Regions from separate parts of the Mus musculus genome. Here region 2 is linked to region 1. The links are chromatin contacts, called in public capture Hi-C maps. All regions are on one chromosome and are shown on one strand. The core of a region is the stretch at or near the end of the contact, and the rest is flanking DNA. Distances in the headings are between cores, read along the strand shown. Region 1 overlaps Pctp (phosphatidylcholine transfer protein). Region 2 overlaps Gm42089 (a long non-coding RNA gene).

Region 1 (3,120 bases), core at 394-2,893:
CTCTCAGGATGCCTTCCTGGAGAAGGAGGAAGGTGACCCTTGTGTAACCAAGCATTCAGGGGATCTGCTCACAGCCAGGTAACAGGCACTCTCCAGTGAGAATTACCGTTGACTGTGAGGTTCAGCTCTGCAGGGAAAGTGGGCATTCTGCAGAAGGGACCAGTTGTTACGTGGAAGGTGCAGAGAGACCTTCCATTGCCACCAGTGTGGGCTGCTCTTTCGCTGGCATCATGCCTTGACTGGCTATGCAGTACGTCTACACCCGCCAGCGCCGAGACCTGGATGTGGACGGGAGGAAGATCTACGTGGTCCTGGCCCAGAGTATCTCGGCACCTCAGTTTCCCGAGAAGTCTGGGGTCATCCGAGTGAAACAGTACAAACAGAGCCTGGCGATCGAGAGTGACGGCAAGAAGGGGAGCAGAGGTAAAGCTTTCGGGGCAGGGCAGCAGCTAAGCCAGTGCCATTTGAGTAGGAGGCAGCTTAGGCAAAAGCTTATCCAGTGAATGTAACCATGGCCCGGGAACAAAGGAGACGTGAGGTGGCCATGTGGGAGTGTTTGGATCCACATCAGAGATTGGCTAGGCCTCAGTGTAGATGTTCCAGTCTGATGCGGTGCACTCTTCTGCTTGTTAACATTTATTTATTTTATTCTTACATGTTCATTAGTGTGTTTTGCCCACATGCGTTTCTTGCCTGATGTTTGTGGAGATCAGAAGACGGCATCATATCTCCTGGGACTAGAGTTACAGGTGGTTGTCAGCCACTACGTGGGTGCTGGGAATTGAACCAGGATCCTCCTTAAGAGCAATACAGGCTCTTAAAAGCTGAGGCAACTCTCCAGCCCCACCCACCACCCATTCATTCTTTGTTGTCCAAATGAAATCAGAACATTGAAACCCTTGAGTTTAGAAAGAGTTGCTTCCGGCTTACCCTGTAGCTATAGGGACCGAGCCTAGACAGGGCTAGGGGATTGGCAGGTGTGGATTGGAGGATCCAGCCCTTCACACACACAAGGCCAGAGACTTAAGAACATCGAGTTCCAGTCTCCAAGAAGGAAAACGGGGCAACCGCATCTGCCATACCGGCATGAATGTGGCCCACAAAATCCGAACCCTAAGTCTGCTGCTTGTTAGGTCTGTCTTCTCATTTTTCTGAGCTTTATTTCCTCGTGTATGCTAACCGTCAGTTCCTTGGGGCTGTTTGGATAACGATGATGTGCAAACGTCTAGCGTTCATCAGGTGTCTAAGAAAGCACAGCCAAGTGTTTCCCTGGCTGCATTTTCAACAGTACTCCTGTGTCAGTAGCCGCAAGGCAGGTCGGGGCATTTCACGTGCTCCTTCCTCTGCGCTGTCTGGGTCCCAGTCGGAAGACGGCTTTGCGGAGCTTTGTTATTGTATTTTTCTAGCCCCCGTGTCCCCCCCCCCACTCCTCCTGAATTGTCTTCTCTTCTCTTTTAGTTTTCATGTACTACTTTGATAACCCGGGTGGCCAAATTCCGTCCTGGCTCATTAACTGGGCAGCCAAGGTGAGATCCCAGGAGTTAGGCAGTGGGGAGTGTGCATTTGACAAATGTTGACTTAGCCTGTGGGTTGTCACAAGATGCATTGTCCCAGGGTAACGAGAGTCTTTTATGAAGAGCTCGGTTGAGTGACTTGGTGATTATTGGAGTGGCCAACACCCAGGATGGAGGCTGAGACATAGGACAAAGACTCTGTTAGCCAAGAATGTCAGCCCTTCCCTGCTGGTAGCCACGGACCCTCCATGATTACTCGCTGGAACTTCCAGACGTAAGGCTGCCCCTTACAGGGACTCCAGTGTTTTCAGTATCTGCTTATGAGACAGTCAGACCTTGCTTAGAGACAAGCAGACCCTCCCTGGCTCAGAGGAAACCTCTAGTTCGGTTGTCTTTGCTGTTTTTCAGTCTCTCGGGCCAAGTTACAGTGGTAGTGACTCAGATCACTATAGGCTGCCACTCCTAGGGTCCTGCATCACTGTGACAATTCAGCAGGCTTTGTGCAGGTCCTGTGGTGAACTCCAGTGGCTCATGGGAAAGTAAGAATGCCTATAGGTGTCAGAGGCAAACAGATGCAATTCTGAACCTGGGCTCTGTTACTGACTGTTTTCTGTTAGTCAGGGAAGTCCAACTTCCTTTTTTTTTTTTTTTTCAAAAACTGAAGATGAATAATGCCCCCTGCATGGAGATGAAGTCAGTGAAACAGCATTTTTGCAAAGTCATGCACAGTGCTTGACACTGTACAACATATCCCATCCCCTAACCACAAACACTATTTTTTTTAAAACAGTAAGACAAGCCCTTCCACTTCTTTAAGGAAGTATCCAGCAATCTAATTCCGACTCTTGATTTACTTTGTTCCAGTCTTTTGTTTTGTTTTAATTTTTTCTTTCCTTTTTAAAAAAATATTTTTAAGAAATTATATGCATATGTGGATGGGGATGTGTGCATATGTGTCTGGAGGGTCCAGTTGGCCCTGGAGCTGGAGTGACAGGTGGCTGTGAGCTATCTGACATAGGTGCTGGGACCTGACCTCAGATTCATCACAGGAAAAGCATGTGCTTTTAGGCTGAGCCCTAGTCCTAGCCTCCCTTCCTTTTTAATTAATAATAATTTCAAAAGGAGCTCTGTAGTTTTTATTAGCAGAAGTCAACTCGAAGGCCCTGTCTTTCAAGCCTTTCAAGTCTGTCTGCTCTGGGTCTTGCCTTCTGCCGTTTTCTGTGACAGCGTCATGTTGAAATTGGATCAGGGGCCCCATTGTCTTTGATTACCCCCCAAACCCATTGTTTTTCTCTGCCACACTCCAGAGAATGAAGGATACATAGAAACATAGTCTTTTCTTTTGCAGAATGGAGTTCCAAACTTTTTGAAGGACATGGTGAAAGCGTGTCAGAACTACCACAAGAAAACCTAAGGAGGGGACTGGGACTCCGTCATCCATGAAGGACATCTCTGGCTGTGCTACACCACCTGAGGCTCGCCCTTCCATTCATACTTCCCATCTTCAAAGCGCTACTCATTCCCAAGCAACCTTGCCTCTGGCCAGCTCCATCGGCTCCATTGCTGCCTTCTTTCCCAATGGTCATACTCAGAGCCTGTTACCTTC
Region 2 (3,120 bases), core at 308-2,807, 230 kb before region 1:
TGCCTCTTTTCTTGGTTATCTCCTATACAGTTTAGCTTGGTTAACCCATACACAGCTCCAAGCCCTCTTATTCATCTCCTTTAGTGTCTCAGCAAGATTTGAACTTTTCAAGTTCAGCACCTTGCATACACTCAGCCTTTCTGTAATTACTGATCCTCATGAGTCTGTGAAATAGACATTATAATCCCCCTTTAAAGGTATGGAGGCAAGAGATAGCCCTCGGTAGATATCTGCTGAGACACTGGGACTTTTAATCTTCTTTTCAACTTCAGCCTCTTCTTTCACTGGAATGTGTATGATCACCTTGTAGTTTTCATGATGGGTCCAATCAGAGAGCTATCTTTTGCCTCCATACCTTTAAAGGGGGGATTATAATGTTTATTTCACAGAGTTATGACGACAGGGTAATTACAGAAAGGCTGAATATATGCAAAGGGCTCAACTATAAAAGTTCAAATATTGCTCTGAAGGCTTAAGGAAGGGAATGTGATTTTGAAGGCAAGATAATTCTCTTCCTCTTCCCTGTTTTTTTTTTTTTCTCTGATTTCTTTGTTATGATCTCTGCAATGCATACCCTAGCCCTGACAATGATGTATGGAAGGGATTTTTTTCTGTAGATCAGTAGGAGAGTTTGGGGATCTGGGTAGAGGAGAGAAACAGATATCCAGTTTCCATATGTTGCTGGGTCAAAGAATCTTTGTTAGCCAAAAGATCTACTTTTTCCAAAACAGCAATAGAGCTTAGAGCAAAGATAGAGATCTTTGAAACTTGATTCTCCTGGTTGCAAAAGCCTCAAGTGTTCAGATCTGGGCCACTGGGACTGGAAAATGAAGATTCTTATCTCCTTTCGATCCCTTTCTTCTTTCCAGAGCAGATGCTTCCTTCCAAATTCAGTAGGGCAGAGCGAAAGGCTGTATTTCCCCCCATAACTTAAAAGAAGTATCTCAAAGGCTCTTGAGGACAAAGAATCTATTTAATCTTTAACTCTTCCTGCAGAAGCCAAGTAGCACAGGGCGTCTAGAAACATCTTCTGAGCCCTTCTCTTTGGGAAGAGAATGCAGAGTCAGCTGGAGGAAACTGCCTAGCCAGGGTTGTAAAAAAAAAAAAAAAAAAAAGAGGTTAGTGTGGAGTAGGGACTGAACACTTTGCCTCTAGCTGGGAGCCTTTTGTTGCTTTTAAAGCCAGCTGATGTCCAGCTGACTTTCCAAACTGAGTTGTAAGGAAAACCACTGAGATACCCTTATTAAAAGGATTTCCAGAAGTTTCCATTGGGAGCCCCACTCATTACAAAGTTCTAAACGGGGTACAACCAAGAAAAGGGGAAGGGAATAAAATCAGACTACCTGGGGACCTCGGAGAGAAGAAGAAAGAAAATTGAAAATAGTCTGAGGGGTTACTTAGGGTAAGGCTTTAACTGGTACATGCATCCTCTGTCACCTAAAAGGTACAGCTGCATCCTAGTGCTTAGAAAATGTCAGTGTTACTCTGTGTAGAGGCAGATTGAGGGACACGATGCTTCCAATAGCAAATGATATGATTCATCGAAGCACTGATGACGGGAGCTGACTGTAGGTGATCCAGATGGACTCTGATGCAATCCCAGTGGTTAGAGCAGAGAGGCAGGAGAGGCTAAGGAGAGAACAGGAGGGGCCTGGGGGAAGGGGCAGCAAGCTCAGAGAGGTTACAAGTAAATTGAGGTGGCCCCCAAATGAGAAACCCCTAAAGCTATCAACACTCGGAAGAAACTAGAGCCTTTGGAGAGATTGTGACTCTATCAGCTCCGTCTGCATGGATGTCAGGATTGACAGCTGGGTAAAATTAGAGCCTCGCTCAACTCCTTCCTCTTTTCTCTTGCAGAAAGGACCCTAGAAACTGATGTTATCCATGCAGCTGTTGCCAGATGCAGAAGTTACTTTCTAAGGAATCTGGCATTGAGCATTTAGTAAGAATTTTTGTAACAGTCCTATTCAGTAAGATGGTTTTGCAGAGGTTCTCAACCCATGGTTGAGACCCCTTTGGGGATTGGATACCCTTGCACGGGGATTGTCTAAGACCATCAGAAAATAAAGATATTTACATTTTGATCCATTACAGTAGCAAAATTACAGCTATGAAGTAGCACTGAAAATAATTTTGTGGTTGGACAGGCATCCCCCAACGTGAGGGACTGTATTAAAGGGTTGTAGCATTCAGAAGGTTGAAAGCCACTGGTTTAGGGGGTAGGGAGATAGCTTAGACATTAATAGAGCTTGTATTGCTCTTTCAGAGGACCTGACTTTGGAACTTAGCACTCATGTTACATGGCTAACAACAACCTGTAACTGCAGCTCCAGGAAATCTGATGCCTTCTGAATTCCTTCATTCTTGCACACATATGTGTGAACTCGACCCGCACGTAGAAACTTCACACACACACACACACACACACACACACACACACACACACAGACACACACACGATTAGTAGAGATCCTCAGAAGAAAGGGAGAAGAGACAGGGAGGTTAATGTTAATGAAGCTTCCTTTTCAGGAACTGAAGTCTCTGAAACTGAATCCAAAGAAATGTTTCATCTTTTCAATCCTGACCCCCCCCCCGCCCCCAAGTAACGGTTACAGTGATGGACAACTGACTAGCAAGAATTGAATCTCAAAGTTTCACAATCTACTCTGTGGTAACTGAGTTTCTATACTATATAATTACCAACTGCTGTCTCTCTGCTGTGAAAAGGTACCGTAATTCACGTGATCCATCTATACGTGTGACTATAAGGTAACTTCTAGTCATTCATTACTGGAACAAACCCTGCAATAGATTGCTTGGAGGAATATCTCGTGAATGCTCTTTGGAATAAGTTGCTAAATGAAGACATGATCAGTCAAAAGCTGTGACCTTTGGAAAGTGTTTTGATACTGAGTTCTAATCACTCTTTGAAAAGATACCACAGATACCCCTGTGGCTGTTGTGGTCATTGCCAAAAATCACATAGTAGGGACACCGAAGTAAGACTCTCAGGGGATTTATAGTACTTGGTGGTGTGTGTTGTTTAGGTCCCCATGTTGTGAGATGGTTTTTCATTCTTTTTTTTTTTCAACAGTGTCATGATATGTCTTTAAGGATTTT

What was found. Capture Hi-C pulls out chosen DNA fragments and counts their contacts.
Region 2: a contact with region 1 is called in a capture Hi-C map of bone marrow-derived macrophages, with 8 times the contacts expected there. The contact joins two enhancer-like sites. A contact is called at or near these places in 3 of 484 Hi-C or Micro-C datasets (the C10 cell line and bone marrow-derived macrophages), 3 of 115 datasets of contacts at active chromatin or transcription factors (bone marrow-derived macrophages and microglia) and 1 of 9 other capture datasets (bone marrow-derived macrophages).

The regions. Positions count from the first base shown.
Region 1 is chr11:89,984,499-89,987,618 of GRCm38.p6, reverse strand. Pctp (phosphatidylcholine transfer protein) reads left to right here. Exons shown (of 6, transcript NM_008796.3): 4 at 252-423; 5 at 1,459-1,526; 6 at 2,863-3,120. The coding sequence ends at 2,928. Among named protein-coding and RNA genes, the nearest start is that of Pctp, 17 kb to the left of the region's middle. Within about 2 kb of position 1,643, at least 71 of the 459 cell types and tissues checked have an H3K27ac peak or open chromatin away from gene starts, as enhancers often do. A contact at or near this core is called in bone marrow-derived macrophages, where this site is marked.
Region 2 is chr11:90,218,903-90,222,022 of GRCm38.p6, reverse strand. The region is part of intron 1 of Gm42089 (a long non-coding RNA gene); the gene reads left to right. Among named protein-coding and RNA genes, the nearest start is that of Gm42089, 5.1 kb to the left of the region's middle. Within about 2 kb of position 1,557, at least 35 of the 459 cell types and tissues checked have an H3K27ac peak or open chromatin away from gene starts, as enhancers often do. A contact at or near this core is called in bone marrow-derived macrophages, where this site is marked.